Regions from separate parts of the Mus musculus genome. Here region 2 is linked to region 1. The links are chromatin contacts, called in public Hi-C maps. All regions are on one chromosome and are shown on one strand. Each heading gives the region's core, a stretch centred on a gene start, on an enhancer-like site or on the middle of the called end of the contact. The rest is flanking DNA. Distances are from core to core; before and after follow the strand shown.

What was found. A called contact is a pair of places that touch in the nucleus more often than the background predicts.
Region 2: a Hi-C map of cortical neurons shows a contact between it and region 1, with 2.2 times the contacts expected there. The contact joins the enhancer-like site here to the promoter of Dab1 in region 1. A contact is called at or near these places in 2 of 39 promoter capture datasets (hippocampal neurons and stem cell-derived epiblast-like cells) and 3 of 484 Hi-C or Micro-C datasets (cerebral cortex and cortical neurons).

Annotation. Positions count from the first base shown.
Region 1 is chr4:103,615,428-103,623,243 of GRCm38.p6, forward strand. It overlaps Dab1 (disabled 1), which reads left to right and starts at 4,073. Exons shown (of 18, transcript NM_001369047.1): 1 at 4,073-4,318. It overlaps Gm36604 (a long non-coding RNA gene), which reads right to left and starts at 3,627. Exons shown (of 3, transcript XR_376479.3): 1 at 3,029-3,627.
Region 2 is chr4:103,799,524-103,807,339 of GRCm38.p6, forward strand. The region is part of intron 1 of Dab1 (disabled 1); the gene reads left to right. Among named protein-coding and RNA genes, the nearest start is that of Dab1, 180 kb to the left of the region's middle. Within about 2 kb of position 2,903, at least 6 of the 459 cell types and tissues checked have an H3K27ac peak or open chromatin away from gene starts, as enhancers often do. A contact at or near this core is called in cortical neurons, where this site is marked.

The sequences.
Region 1 (7,816 bases), core at 2,823-5,322:
ACTTCAAAGGGGACTGAATGTTAAGCTATCCACATTTCCCTGTGTCAATCTGAAGTGTGTTCAGGGTGGTTCTGTCTCCTCTGCTGTCTCTGAGTTCTCCCAGGGTACTTGTTCCCATGTTTTCACCCTAGCCACTAGCCACAGCATTCACATGTTTTTCAGGATAATTTTGGTCTTCCTGAGTCATTTCATTTGCATTAACATGCTTGCTTCCCAGGGCATCTGAGGGGATACCAAGGCTTGGATGGTCATATAGTCAGATGGAGGTTCATATGACCTCTGAGCAGATCTGAGTGATAGTCTCACAGCAGGGATGTGACAACGTGGAAGACACACTGTTTTTGGAGTGGTACCAGATGGAGTCCTGTTGCTTTTACTTCCTGTCTGTCTCTGATCAATCACTCTGAGTTTTAATTTCCCAATTTGTCAGATGGGGAACGGTAGAACTGTTCTTTCTGGGATTCTTGTAAATACCTAGGTAGTGATAGAAAATAATGGACTCTGTAGGCTGTGAGATGATGTCCCCAGTCTGGAATTGATTGACTGAGTGTCAGGCAGAAGTGTGCCATGCCCAGTTTATATCTATTCTGGACATATCCAGTACATTGGAGCTTGAAGTCAGCAAGAACATGGGCACCAAGAAATTAACAGATACAGGAGTCATGGATTTTATTTTCCTCTAGAGATTCGGTTGTTGCTAGCCAACATACTCAAGATTGTGGGGGTTAAAAGGAAAGACATAGCAAAGCCTACTAATTGCTCTATCTTGACATTTTCATAGCATCTTCTCTAGTTCCCAGACCTGACAGCGGATGCCATTTTATACATGAGGTTATAAAAACTTAGGTTTTAATTTGACGAGAACAGAGAGTCATTGTGGAAGCAGAGATGTGATGTCTGATTCCTGCCAAGCATCCCAGATAATCCAAAGATGCATCCATGTGTCCCTTTACATTAGAGCTTTTTGTTTTGTTTCATTTTATGAGATTAGATGTGGGAACTAGGGCCTTGCATATACTACATAGACACTCAATTATCAAGCTATGTCCTTACCTATTCTTCAGTCTTTAAAACATTGAAGCAGAGTCTCACTGTGTACCCTGATAGTTTTTGAATTTATCAGCTTCTTGGGTAGTTGAGATTACAGTCACAAGTCCCCAGACCCAGAAGAACCAATTCTTCTCATTAACAGCACTGCAGTGGTAATATAGAAGTCAGTTTCTAAGACCATGTGGCCTTTAAGATCTCTTTTGAATTTCAACAGCTCAAGCTTGGGGCTTGAAGGCCATTGGAGAGGAGTGAAATGTATTGAGTCAGTGCGAGGGAAGGAATTGGCTATTTTAGAAATCTAAGTTCTGGATCTCCATTGTATTAAACTCCTCTGGGTTCTAGAAGTCAGCAACACCATCAGGGCTAAGGACATCCAAAGCACACAGACATGAGAGGAATCAAGTTCCAGCTCTGCTGCTTCTCCTAACCGTGTTGAGCTCCTTTAATGGTCACAGGTCACACTACCCAATCTTGCTTGTTTTAACTCCCAGGGCTTTGGTGGCATGTTGTAGTGGATCTCGTGGCTTTTGAAAACTGCTGTGGTCAGACATGTAAGGGACTGATCATGTTTCTCAGCTAAGAGATCCTTTCCTGTTGCTAAGAGAGAAGAGGCTGTTTTCTTCTCCTACCATCTCTGGCTTTACAAATCCCCTCCCCCCAACCTCCAGCCCCCTTTTCCTTTCTATTTTTTGTAGCTTGGGAGCTTCATAGGACAATTGTTGTGTATGCTTCAAGCTGGATGAGGGTGGCGGACAGGAAAACATCAAAAGGATGGAAACAAAATGGAAATCTGTTTTCTGCTTGAGAAGATGGCAGCCGGGTTCAGGGACCAGCATTGTGAATGCAATCATCACCACACATCTGAAAGAGGCATCAGGACTCCGTAGTTCTGACATGTCCAGGAAAGGCAGTTCCTAGAGGGAATAGAGGGCATGTGTGGTGCTTGGGCTTCTGGAGGACCCAAAGTAAAGAGATCTTAAAGATGAAGTTAACAGTCATTTAGTCCCTTGGGTACATCTTCCTGGTATCATTTTATCAACACAGTAAGTCATGAGAATATGTAACCATTTACATCTTCTGGTTGAGGAAAGGATATTTAGAGAGTGGGTTGGGATGGCTCATGTTCAGGCTCCCTGAACTGCTCACCAGTGGCTTTTACTCCCAATCTCTTGTTGGATGAAGGAAAAGTTGATGTGGTTTGTGATTATGGAAGTCAGGAGATGGTGAGGGACTTTTATCCAGCACTGTTGGATCTTCTTACTGATTCTTCTTCCAATGGCATTTGCCCAAGTTCTCTCCAATCCACTATCTCCATAGCAGCCAGAGTGAACTTTTTTTTTTTTTTTTTGGTTTTTCGAGACAGGGTTTCTCTCTATAGCTCTGGCTGTCCTGGAACTCACTTTGTAAACCAGGCTGGCCTTGAACTCAGAAATCTGCCTGCCTCTGCCTCCGGAGTGCTGGGATTAAAGGCGTGTGCCACCACGCCCGGCCAGAGTGAACTTTTACAAATCAACCCCACAGGGAATGCTACACCACTCACATCCCTAACTCCAGTGCCAAATCTACTTACTGACCTCTGTGGAGGTGAACCTCCCTGTCAGATGGAACCACCCACTCTATATCATACCACTGGGTCATTACCCTTGCTGCTTCCAGCTACAGGTGTACCCTCCTCCATCTTAGATGCCCTCAACTCATTCCTGCATGGGACATTTGCTCTGGCTGTTTCTTCTGCCCTGGAGATGAGGAGATGAGGTCCTACTGACGTAGAACTTGGGTTAGCAGTTATGACCTAAGCAGGTTCCTACTTGTTCCAGTTCCCTAGGTGTTCCGGTTGTTGTTATTGTGATAAAACACTGACCAAAGCCAACTTAGTGGTGTTACTTCATCTTATAGGTTTCAGTCCATCATTGAGGGAAGTCAGAGCAGGGACCTGGAGTAGGAATGGAAGCACAGACCATAAAGGGACTCTGCTTACCTGCTTGCTCTCCATGGCTTGTTCAGCTTACTTCTTAGACAACCCAAGACACCTGCCCAGAAGTAGCTCCACTCACAGAAGGCTGGCCTCTCCCACATTAACCCTCAATCAAGAATGTGGCCGGAAGACACGCCCACAGGCCCATATAATGGAAGCAACATCTCAGTCTGAGGGTCTCTCTTCCCAGGTGACTCAAGTTTCGTGTCAAGTTGACAAAAGCAAGCTAAGTAGCATCTCCAGTCACTTCACATTGCATGCCACCATCTATTTCAATCTTGGTGATCAATACCACTCAACAACTCTTCTTGATTTACTTATTTTCTGTGTCTTCACTGGAGAGAAAAGTCCAAGCCAAGCTGTACTCTACTCTATAAAATAGGGATTGGCATAGAACCGAGGTACGCTCACGGCAAATATTTACTGGGTTGTTGCTGACAGTTGTTGAGGGAAGGCAGGCTTGCATTGGAAGAAGGAAGAAATTAAGCTTTGTTTAGGGAGTTCCACTCTGTTTATCTCATTATATTCTCACCACAACCTCACAGAAAAGCTCATCTGATTCCCATTTTATTGATGAAGCAACAGGGACCCAATCCTCTGGTGCGGGCTGCCTCTCTCAGTGCCCACAAGCCTGCTCCCAAGGCGGCATCTAGAAACCACGTGCAATCAGGAGGGTGCCTCTGTAGCAGTAACCTCCCGTGCAAAGACCTTCCCTGGGAAGTGGCAGTTGGAAATGAGTTTCCATAATAAACCTCTGTTGCTTGCCCTAAAGCTCAGACATTCTAGGGAGCAGAGAGCCTAAGGAGAGCGCTGCGGGGAGACCAGTGATGGTTATAGACGATGCTGTGGTGATTTAGGAGGGAGTGGCAATTGGGTGCTGAGGGTCCTTTCCTGAGCAGAGCCCACACTGTGGCCAGGTGCAGCCAAGCCACTCTTGCCGGCGCTCGTATCCTTAGTTAGGTGGCGAAATGCTGATGGGCTCTCCTATTCGGGGGAATGCGGTAGTGATGTATAAGGTATGAAAGATGTGGCCTGCAGAGAGCCGGCACTATCTCTACTGCTGCTGCTGCTGCCACCGCTGCCTTTGCTGCCGCCACTACTGCCGCCACTAGAGCTGCCGGGAGTGAGCCTCCCTTCTTCCAGATACCCAGCTCCGTTGCATCTCCCGCTCCCTGGCCCCGCACGGACCTCCCCGCCCCAGGGAACAAAAGCAGAGTCCGGTCGCCCTGTTCTGCAGCCAGAGGATGATGTGTCGAGAGGGCTGAGCAGAGTGTGGTCTTCAGCGGCTGGAAGGTAGGAGAGGGTGTTGCGCCTGGCGGCCGCGGCGTGGAAAGCTAGGGTGGGCGCGCCAGGGCAAGGATGGCTTCAGTCGTCCAGCCGTCGGGTGGGCGCCTCATGGACCCTGCAGGGTGGTGGTCTGCAGCGCCGCGGCCGCAATGCCCACTGCGGGCCGAGAGTCGCGTTCCCGCAGCCACGAGGGAGCCCCTGCATGGGGACTGGAGGCGGAGGAAAGAAAAGTCTGAAGCCCAAAGCCAAGCGGTGGTGGCTGCAGAAGGGCTGTCCGCAGCTCTTGGACTTGGTGGCGCGTTTCGCCGCGCTGAACGGCCAGGCGGCGGCCGCAGTGTGCGCAAAGTTTTGGGTAGCGCGCAAAGGCGCAGGCAAGGGCCGCGCACAGAGGGGCAAGTTGTGGCCAGAGAGCTAGGGCGACCCTCAGGACAACCAGCGGGGTTTGCCTAAGAAGGGGACAGGTGGATTCTGCTCCCCTCCAGCATAGAGGAGACTGGGTTGGAGCGGCGTCGTTTTAACCCTTTGGTCCCCGGGGGAAAACAACTTCATCCGTGTTGGAGCCTGCTGGACCCTGGCCGCTTTGAGGCTCCTGGTTTGATCCTCCTGTGGCCGTGCGCAATTCTCTGCTTCTGTCGCGTTTTCATTTCTAGCCTCTTAGGTTTTAGCTGGCCTGGGGTCTTTCCCTAGGTCTGTATCCCTTGGACCATTGCGTACATGTTTCTCTATCTCCTCGCTAGATTGACTCTTGGATGCTGCTTTGAAAAATGAAATGATTAATCAATTAGGTTAGTGGTCAATTAGGCATAACCTTGTAGGAAAATAATTATGTCGGGCTCTCAGCTTCCACCGGTGATGAGGTGGGAATCGAGCCCAGGTACGGGGGCTGTTCCCAAATAATAGTACTGGGGCGGGGGCGGAGGGGGGGGCGGTTGCGTTCTGGAATTTAAAATTAAGAGGATGGTGACCACCCACCAAGGTGGTGGGAGTCAACGGAGGAGTGTGTGTGTGTGTGTGTGTGTGTGTGTGTGTGGTGTGGTGTGGTTTGTGTGTGTGTGTCTGTGTGCGTGCGCGCTTGCTTCAGTTTTTGCTGAGAAAATTAACCCTTGACAGACTAGTCTGGGTAGACTTTTCAGGCAACATGGTGTATCCAACGGCTTGAAGGAAAGGTGTGTCCCCTTGCATGCCTGACCCCCTAACACACACACACACACACACACACACACACACACACACACACCCTTCCAAGCGGCTCCCTCTGCGAATCGCATCACCTCGTAGTGGCTTTGCTGAGCTTCGGGAGGCTGAGTTTAGGGGACTGCCTCTTAGTTTCATGTAGAAAGAATCGCATCATTGCAGACAGAGCTTTCTGTACACTGCTTAGCAGAACACATATCTCCCCCGATTGTGTTAAATAAAACCGTTATTAAATGGGAGCAAAAGGGAGACAATCTGTTTCCAGGGCTGGGAAGTTCTGCTGCATAGTGAGGCTTTTTTTTCCCCCTTTCTTTTTTGGAACCACTGGTGGGGTTTGGCACTGCAGTATTACAATACAGCCATATTAAAAAGGTCTTCAGAGCTTAGAGCCCTCCACCGCCGCAGGCTCCTCTTCTATACACTTCCATGATCAACAGCTCCTTTGCAGGGTGCATGCAGTGGATTCCAAAGGCAACGTGCTTTTTAACCCCTTTATGTGTCGAGCTTAAGCTGCTTCTGTCTGTTTAGGCACCTGCTTATAAGGTAGTAGAATCCTATTCAGAAGGCAAAAACCTGGAGGTGCGTCCTCAGATAGACAAGATTTTGCAACAGGTCCTATGTTTGAGGTTTCGAGTAATGGATCCCTTTGGCGTTCGATGTCAGGGCTCCCTTCTCTAGCGGTGATGTGATGAGGGCTGGACCCAGTGGTCTCACAGCGCCTGCAGTGCTGACAGTAGCTGGTTCTGAATTTTATGGCTGCCCCCCTCCCCACACCCCCATTGCTGTGCTGGATGGGAGGAGTAGCTGGCCAGTACACTGTGACAGCAGGGCTACCTCCTTCTGAGTGCAGAGAGAGAGGGTAGGCTGGGGCTGGCTGGGGCTGGCTGGGGCTGGCTGGGGCTGGCTGGGGCGACTTAGCAAATAGGAATTGGTCAGCTAGAAGAGTGCCTAGTGATACTGGTATCCAGGGGCAACTGCTGGCCATAGTGGCTACCCTTCAGCACTTGCAGTTTGTCGAGATTTTTTCCCCCTAGAAGTTGGACTCAGCCAGTTGCTTTGCAGTCATGATATTTGTTGTAGATTCTGGTACTAGCCAAGACCTTGCTCTTTTTTCTAAAATTGACTTTTTTTTTCTTTAATAGTAGGAAGAGATATGGGAAGAGAAAGAGGAGAGAGGGAAAGAAAGATGCAAAGGGGTGGGGGTGGCATGGCATTGGTGAGAAGAGACAGAGGAAGCTCAAGATTTCAGATATGCCAGAGAGTGGGAAAGAGGTGGGGAGAGAAGTCGGGAGAAGGGGATTTGGGGACAGGAACAGAAAACAGTAACATTAGCACCAAGACAACAGTGCTTGTATGAAGCAAGTCTTGTCCTGTCTTCTGACTTGAAAGAAAAAAGTGAGAGAATCTCAAGATGCGCAGGAGTTGTTCCAGCAAAGCACCCTTGATAGGGTGGGACAGTTACTAAATAAGTGTGGCTCCATCTCTCATCCTTGCCTGGAGTTTCCTGTTGGTGTAGTGGGGGCCAGACCTGATGTGTTTGCAGGGCAGTGTTGGTTGCCATGCCTCATAGAAGGCTTGATTTTGACTGAGTCAATCCAGGCTGAGCATGTAATGATAGGAAGGAGGTGTTTGCTTGGGGATGTTCTTCCATGGAACGGACTACTTGCTTCACGTTTTAAGTGTATTATTTATTTAGCCTTGGGGAGATAAGGGGGGGGCAGCGAGGTGATGGGAAGTGAGTCAGGGTTCTCTCCTCCTCAGCCTCCGCCTCCACATGCAGGTGTCATTTGAGCTTCCCAGCTCATCTTCTGCCCTCTGGAACAGGCCCATCTGCAGCTGGTATGATCTTTCTAAAAGATGCCTTTGATCACATTTCTTCCCAGATCAAAACCATAAAGGGCACCCTACCGCCTAGAGCATATTATTCAAATTCCTGACCACAGACATCAAGGCCTTTCACTGTCTGGCCTCCTCCCTCCTTCTCTCCCAGGGTTCCATGCATGTATTTCAACATATATACACACCCATGCTTGCACTCAGTGCTGCACATACCCATGTGCACAGAATCACACATAAACATGTACACAGTAATACTTCAGTAATACTTATATAAGCACACACCCTGACATATACATGGCAACAAATACTGTCATATGCATATGCACATATTGCATTAATCCCACATATCCACCCCAAGCTATACTTTAGGCACTACATACACTCCTGTATATATGCAGAATCTTGCTCACAAATATACACACAGTATATTATTCACACATGCACACATGTATATGTGTGGTTACAAATACG
Region 2 (7,816 bases), core at 1,653-4,152, 180 kb after region 1:
CCCTTCATGTGGGCAGAGCCTTCTGCATTGTGTGCTGCCTCTCTGTCTCTATAAAGCACATACATTTTTACAGTTGTAACCATTTGTATATGAATTCTGATTCATTTGCTATTGGTGTGATATGGACAAATTATGTTTTCTCTCTGGCCCTCATTTTTTTTTGTTGGCAGTAGACAGGCAAAACTCAAAATACTGTAGAGTTGGTGGTGTGAGAAATACAAGCAACAACAGGTGATGAGTTGACTATGTGCCTGGTAACAACTTGCTGGTTGATTGCTGTGTGACAGACTACCCTAAAAATGGCTTCACACACACACACACACACACACACACACACACACACACACACAACCTGTTCTTGGGCTGGAGAGATGGCTCAGTGATTAAGAGCACTGACTGCTCTTCCAGAGGTCCTGAGTTTAATTCCCAGCAACCACATTGTGGCTCACAACCATTTGTAATGGGATCTGATGCCCTCTTCTGGAGAGTCTGAAGACAGCTACAGTGTACTCATATACATAAAATAAATAAATCTTTTTTTTTTTTTTTTTTTTTTTTTTTTTTTTTTTTTTGAGACAGGGTTTCTCTGTGAAGCCCTGGCTGTCCTGGAACTCACTCTGTAGACCAGGCTGGCCTCAAACTCAGAAATCTGCCTGCCTCTGCCTCCCAAGTGCTGGGGTTAAAGGTGTGTGCCACCACTGCCTGGCTTATAAATCTTTTTTTTTTTTTAAAGTGGCTTAACACAGCAACAACAATTGCTTTGCTTATGAATCAACAATTTGACCAGGACACATTGTTGCTTCTGTTTGAGATATGATAGCTCACATGAGTCTGCAAGATCCAAGAGAGATCCAAGAGAGATCCAAGAGTCTACAGATACCCAGGCCGGCTAAAACACTGCAGGCTGGCTTGGAGCATTTCTCTTGTCTTGACTCCTCCCCATTCTTTTCTTTCCCATATCATCCCCTCTTCTTTTACCTGTATGTCTTCCCCTTCTTCTTTCTTCTTCTTTCTTCTTCTTCTTCTTCTTCTTCTTCTTCTTCTTCTTCTTCTTCTTCTTCTTCTTCTTCTTCTTCTTCTTCTTCTTCTTCTTTTCTTCTTCTTCTTCTCCCTTCTTCTTCTTCTTCTTCTTCTTCTTCTTCTTCTTCTTCTTCTTCTTCTTCTTCTTCTTCTTCTTCTTCTTCTTCTTCTTCTTCCTCTTCCTCCCCTTCCCCCTCCCCTCCCTCTCCCTCCCCCTCTCCCTCTCCTTCTTCTTCTCTTCTTCTTCTTCTTCTTCCTCCTCCTCCTCCTCCCCCTCCTCCTCCTCCTTCTTTCTTCTTCCTTTTCTTCTTCTTCTTCCTTCTCTCTCTCTCCTCTTAAACCTTTTGCAGACCCCTTCTCCACATGGGCTTCCTCATAAACTGAGAAATCAGACTTCTTACCATAATATTTCAGATACCTTAAAAGGCAAACATAAAAGCCATCACATTTCCGTGGCCTAATCACAGGTCTGAATGATGCTATTTCTATCACTCTCTTTGGGCCTTAGCTTTTGGGAGGGACATATAGTATGTGGAAGAACTCACTGGCGACCATTTGTACAGACAATTGATAGCAGCAAGTGGCGACTTTGTTTACCATTGACTTTGAATTTATGTGAAATAAAAGAAGGAGCAACAGCTGCCAAACCAAATTGCTATTGACACTAAAAACTCGAAGGACCAAGAAAGCTCAGGTCAACTGGGCAGAATTACTCCTGTTGTATCTCTTCTTCAGGACTGAAGACCTTTTTAGGCTAAGCATTTCTTGATTTGGTTTCTTCTGAGATTCCCCATTTTATTTTCTCTTTGTGGAATCTGGTTTAGTCAGAGTCAGGTCACTAATGTTTAATTTGGAGAAATTCTTGAGGTAAGTATCCACTACGGCATAACAAATTGCTCCATCATTTAGTAGCTTAAAAGAACATTCACTGTATACCATTTCTATAGGATGAGAGTCAGCTCAGCTACGTCTTCAGGCTCAAGCTCTAATACTCATAGGAGCTGGCGGCATCTCAAGGGTTGAGTGAAGTGGAACATCTTTCTTAGGGTTTCTATTGCTGTGCGAAAACACTAGGAGCAAAGCAACCGGAGAAGAAAAGGGCTTATTTCATCTTATAGATTGAAGTCCATCACCCAGGAAAGTCATGGCAGGAACTGGAGTAGAAGCCATGGAGGAATGCTGCTTACTATCTGGCTCCCCCTCACTTCTCAGCCTGCTTCCTTATAACACCTAGGACCACAACTTCGGGGGTGGCATATCTCACAGTATACTATGCCCTCCCACATCAACCATCAATTAAGAAATGCCCCATAGGTTTTTCCATAAGCTAGTCTGTTGGAGGCAGTTTTTCAATTGAGATACCATCTTCCCAAATGACTCTAGGTTGTGTTAAGTTGACATAAAACTAGCCAGCCCATACCCATCATGAGCTCACTGTTTTTAGTGAGATGATTTCAATTCATGGCAAGCTATTGGCATGCCATCCTTTGAGGTCAACATATAGGTTGATTCATGAATGTAGTAGCTACCTCTATCATAGTAAGAAAGCAAAAAAAAAAAAAAAAGCCAGAAAGGATGACTACCAAAGAGAGCCAATAGTTATTCTCTTGTAAGATGACACTAGAGCAATGTCTTGTCATTGTTGCTATGATACTTTAGGTAGGAGCAAGTCACTATATCCAGTCTATTCTGGAGAGTAGAAGATAACACAGGGCATGGATTCCAGGGAAGGCAGGGGCTACAAGACATCCCAGGATTCCAACACTTACCACTCTCCTCAGCAGGTTTAGAATTCTCAAATTTTACATCAACCTTGGATATTACCCCATCATGTGTGGATTATAATTAGGAGAACTGTGTGTTCTAGTTTTCCTGAAATAGGGCCAGTTTAGATGATTTCTTTTTTCAAGAATCACTCTCTAAGTGCAGAGAGGAAAAAAAAAAACCCATAATACTTCACATTTAAAAACTATCAGCTGAAAAATTCATTTTCTTAAGAGAAGTCATTTGCATACGAAAATTTAACTTTGTCATTCTTAATTTATTCAACCAGTATTTATAGCACACTTTCTACATGCCGGAACTACAAAACAGAGTGGGAATATGAACCCCACAGATGAAGAAGTTACAAAACTTGAACATGAGTACGACTGTGTAAGCAATGCTGGAAAACCAGAAGCCAGGGTGTTCCGGCAACCCTTGGGTTGAGGTTTGAAAGACACATAGGTATTGCCTTGATGAAAAGTTCAGTCAGCTTTCTAATACAAAGGTCCATTCAGAGCACAGAAACTGAGGAGTTTTATTTCCAAAGGTAAGGCTGTTAGCAGGCATAAGGATCAGGGAAGTTGCACAGTGCTGTGGTGACATCATGGCAGGCTCCACTGGAGGCAGAATGTAGTCTCCCCTCCCCCAGCCTGAAACCTGCTTGCTCAGGGGTGGAGCTTCCTGCTCATTCGTTCTGCCACGCCCACTGCTGGAACCTGCGGAGCCACACACTTGCACCTTTCTACTGGACCAGAGATTATTCGGCGGGAATCGGGTCCCCTCCCCCTTCCTTCATAACTGAGTGTTACCGCAACAGTAAAATTTGAGCTTTGATCAGAGTAACTGTCTTGGCTACATTTCTTTCTCTCGCCACCTAGCCCCTCTTCTCTTCCAGGTTTCCAAAATGCCTTTCCAGGCTAGAACCCAGGTTGTGGTCTGCTGGCCGGACACAACAGCAGAAGGCTGCAGTTACCTCAAATCTGGATGGTATCTGTCTCATGGAAGAGGGGGTTTTTGAGGGGAAAGGCAGGAATATGTCCAGCTTGTATATGACACTTTCTAGGAGGATAAAGGGACCAAATAGTCTACCCCACTCTCTTCTCTCTCTGTGATCCTGACCAAACTCAGCAGGAAACTAGAGTATCTGAGAACTCCATTGTTTACTGCTGTAAACAATCCTTTAGGGGCCCAAGGCAGAGAAAAGAATGATGAAGTTGGGTCTGGAAGGGAGAATAGAAGTTATTGGATCTAATGATGTGAGAGCAACTTATGGCAGAGAGGGGCTAAAATGAATTGAAGAAGATGAATAATACCCTGAGCGCTTGGTTAACAAATATAACCTCAAACCAGAGTTGGGGTCAGGTCAGGAGGATGTCTCTGAGGACATGGAGGCTGGCTGGAGAAATCACAGGCATCTGGATCGGTCTTCTGAAACATTGTTCCATTGCTCCATCCAGTCAATGTCCAACTTGTAATTAGATGACACCTAGTCTGTGGCAGGTTCCATTGTATAGAGGTTGTATTGTATAGAGGTTGTATTGTGCTTGAGGTTGCAGCTTCTGTTGCCTGATGTTGGGATTAGATGGGACAAACATGAACAAAAGACAAATTTCTACCAATATGAGTGTGGTTATTTGTATACAGATGAGCATTTTCTTTAGAAGGAGAGGGCTGTGTGAAAGGAATGAAGGAATGTGAGACACGAGTCGCCACATGCCCAGCCTTGTGCCTGAGCGGTTTATGGCTGATGCACCTGGTTCTTTTTGAAGCAGCTCCTAAGACGCTGTTATCTCACTTTGCAGAAGAGGAAATGGAAGCCTGTTTTAATTGTACTTATGATCCAGGCACTGTGCCTAGGGGATTAGATCACAAGATGAGAAAAAAAAAATGGGCCCAACCTTCAAAAAAAATCATAATTATGGCTGATAAGGTTACTAGGTCAATGTTTTTTGAAATATAATTTGTGTTTGCAACACTCACCTGACATCTTCATAGCATGCATAGTCTCCCTCACTAGTTCTAGGGGTTTGCCTGAGAATTGGTATTCTCATGGCTCTGCAGGCTGCTCCTCCTAGAATCACACTGAGAAACAGGGATGACTGTTAAATAACACACACACACACACACACACACACACACACACACTTTAAACTCTTCATTGCAGCCTTGGTGCAGTAAAGCAGAGAGGAAGGTATTTACAACAGTTCCACCTTTGGGAAGGGAGAAGTACAAGGAAAACATCAGGTACCTGGATAGGGGAATGAACATTGGTTTCTAAGGCAAGGCTCTCTGGCCTAGTCTGAGCCATCCCTTGTTTGGGCTGAGAGGATGCTGTTTTCCTGCCCTGTGGATACATCCCATTATGAGCTTTGATCAAAGCAAACCTTTTCCTTTGAGGCTTAGTGCACATGTTAATGGCTTTGTTATTCGCATGTATCTGCATATATTTGCAAAGCAATTCAGCTTATTCTGAGTGGGAGGAGGACTCAGGGGTTGATGGTGAAACCAGAGGTTTTTTTGTTTTTTTTTTTTTTTTTTGTTGTTTTTTTTTTTTTCATCTCTCTAAAGGTTACTTCTTATCATCCCACCACCAACTGCTGAGGCATCTTGGTGACAGATCTGGTGTAGATGTCTCTGGCTAAGTGTTCACTTTTCCATGACCTTTTTTGCCATGGGTAGCTTTGCTCCATGCTGAGCTATGCCTCTCCTTGTCCATCTCTCTCCCATTTAGAAATGCCCAAGCACCTTCCCGAACATTTCTCCAGATTATTCACTGTTATTCAAAGTCTTTACATGACATTCCTCTGTTTCCAGAGTGGTTAAGGTTAGAGCCTGGGCCTTGTGATCCCAAGCAAGCTGGACCCCAAAACCTGCCCCCAGTAGGCTAATTAAACAGGCATTATTACCAAAGTCATGGAAAGGGAAAGGAAATGTATCCAATGTGACAACATTGGAAAGAAGATCAAATTAAGTGGCCCAGTGACCCCCACACCACTTAAGTCCATCTTCAGGGTCCTGGCGTGAAATTTAGGTTTAGATAGAGAGCAAGTTATAAGCTTAACTAGGCAGTCCTAGTCAAGGTGTGGTCCTGCCCATCACTGATCATCACTGTCTTTGCTTCTCTTAATTTTACTACAATGTGGTCATGTAAGTTGTCTCACTTGGATGAAATCCCTCTTCAGGAGATGTTTCCACTCTTGTTGGCATCAGACCCCAGTCTTTTTCTATTCCCAACACCAGACTCCTAGAGAAATTACAAACCCTTGCTGTCTATATTGTCTCAATAGTCTGCTAGGCAAAGGGAGAGACACAATGTTTCTAGTAAGAATATTTTCTCTACTACCAAGATATTATCTATAGGAGAAAGTCAGGTGCAATGTATTCTTCAAAGTCCTTCCAAGATAACATGACCTTCTCAAGGTCTCCATGCTTTTGGTGAAATCAAGACATTTCTTATTCTCTAAGCCATAGCATCTTCCCTTGATTATCACTTCACTCTGCAATGCCCTCTCTCCATTCTCAATCATTCCCAAGTTCAGTCCAGCACTCAAGGCAAAAAATGTGCTCCCTGTCCCAAAGATCTGCTCCCAACTTCTACCTAGAAAAAGTCCTCCTTCTTCCCATTTCCCTTAGCATTTTTTTCTAGAACATTTTTGTTGGATTGACACCTTCAGACCATCACTGGTCAAAGCCTGGCTAGAGAGAAAGTGATTCCTAAATTTTTGAATGATTACAAAGATGATTGAAGCCAGACAACGGACTGTGTGTCCCAGACACCGCTCTTACACTGCATGTTTATTGAGCCCCTGCTCTGTCACAGGCACTGTGTCTGGCAGTATAATCATGAATAGAGGGAGAATCTCAGGCTCTCCTGGGGGTTTTCTGGGGATGGGGCCATCTCATATTCTTTGTTTAATTAAGTTGGCTACACTCCAACTAGTTGCTTAATAATAAATGATTTGAAAAATCGGAAAACATCTGATATTTTTACAGATCAGTGACCTGTTAGATGAACAGGCTAAATCTTGTTTAATCTCTGCCTCTGTTCATCAAAGCACTCTTTTGGGCGTGGAGTGTGATAGCAAATTGGATTGTACTTTCCTTGTGCCGTGTGCCTCCCCTTCTTAAGAATGATGATCATCGTATGTGCTTATTGTTGAAGCCTTGCAAGAAAAAAAGAAAATGAACAAATAGTTCACAAAAATTTCCAAACAAGACATCAGTGATTATTAGCATCTGGCATAGTGACTTTTAGTGTATTCTTTGTTTCTTTTGTTTTCTTATGAACACACAAGGATTTTTATTTGTACCTTTTGTATTTTACCTGTTAATTTTTACTAACACTGCACTTTGAATATTCTCATTTCATGCATTGTTAAAAATTCTTCAAAAATCATTTTAGTTACACTTTTCTACTGTGACTGTATTATCATTTGAAACCAAATATTCATGTGTAAAAGCTGAAACCAAGAAGGATCTAAGCTGTAAATGTCTTTATGCATCAACATTTTCCCCATGAGATCATTTTGGCGATCTTAATGTGGAATCAATGAGTTAAAGGATATAGACATGCTGAAGTCATTCTTTTTTCTCTCCTTATTGTTTTAATCCAAAATGGTTAATTTTTCAGATCTCATGTTTCAGACTCACCTCAATTATTAAATACCTCTTTGTAATTAACATGGTGCCCGTGGGCCCCTCCCTCATTAAGGCACAGCAAGTAGCTTCACAATGATGTTTGAGACAATGCCAAGTTCAACAGTGTCCACAGTGCGGGGTGATGCTGGTGCTGTCCCTGTAGCCCTAGGAGGTAGAATTTTGTTAACTGCAACTTTAAGTGGACTTGACATCAGAAGTCTTTTTTTTCTCTTTTACTTACCTTTTTTTCTCTTTCTCAGTGTGTGTGTGTGTGTGTGTGTGTGTGTGTGTGTGTGTGTGTGTGACTCTAACCATATTTTGATCTTTCCACTGAACTATATTGTAAGTACTTCTTTTCCGAACAGAAGCTTCACTGAGCCATCCCACAGAGGCT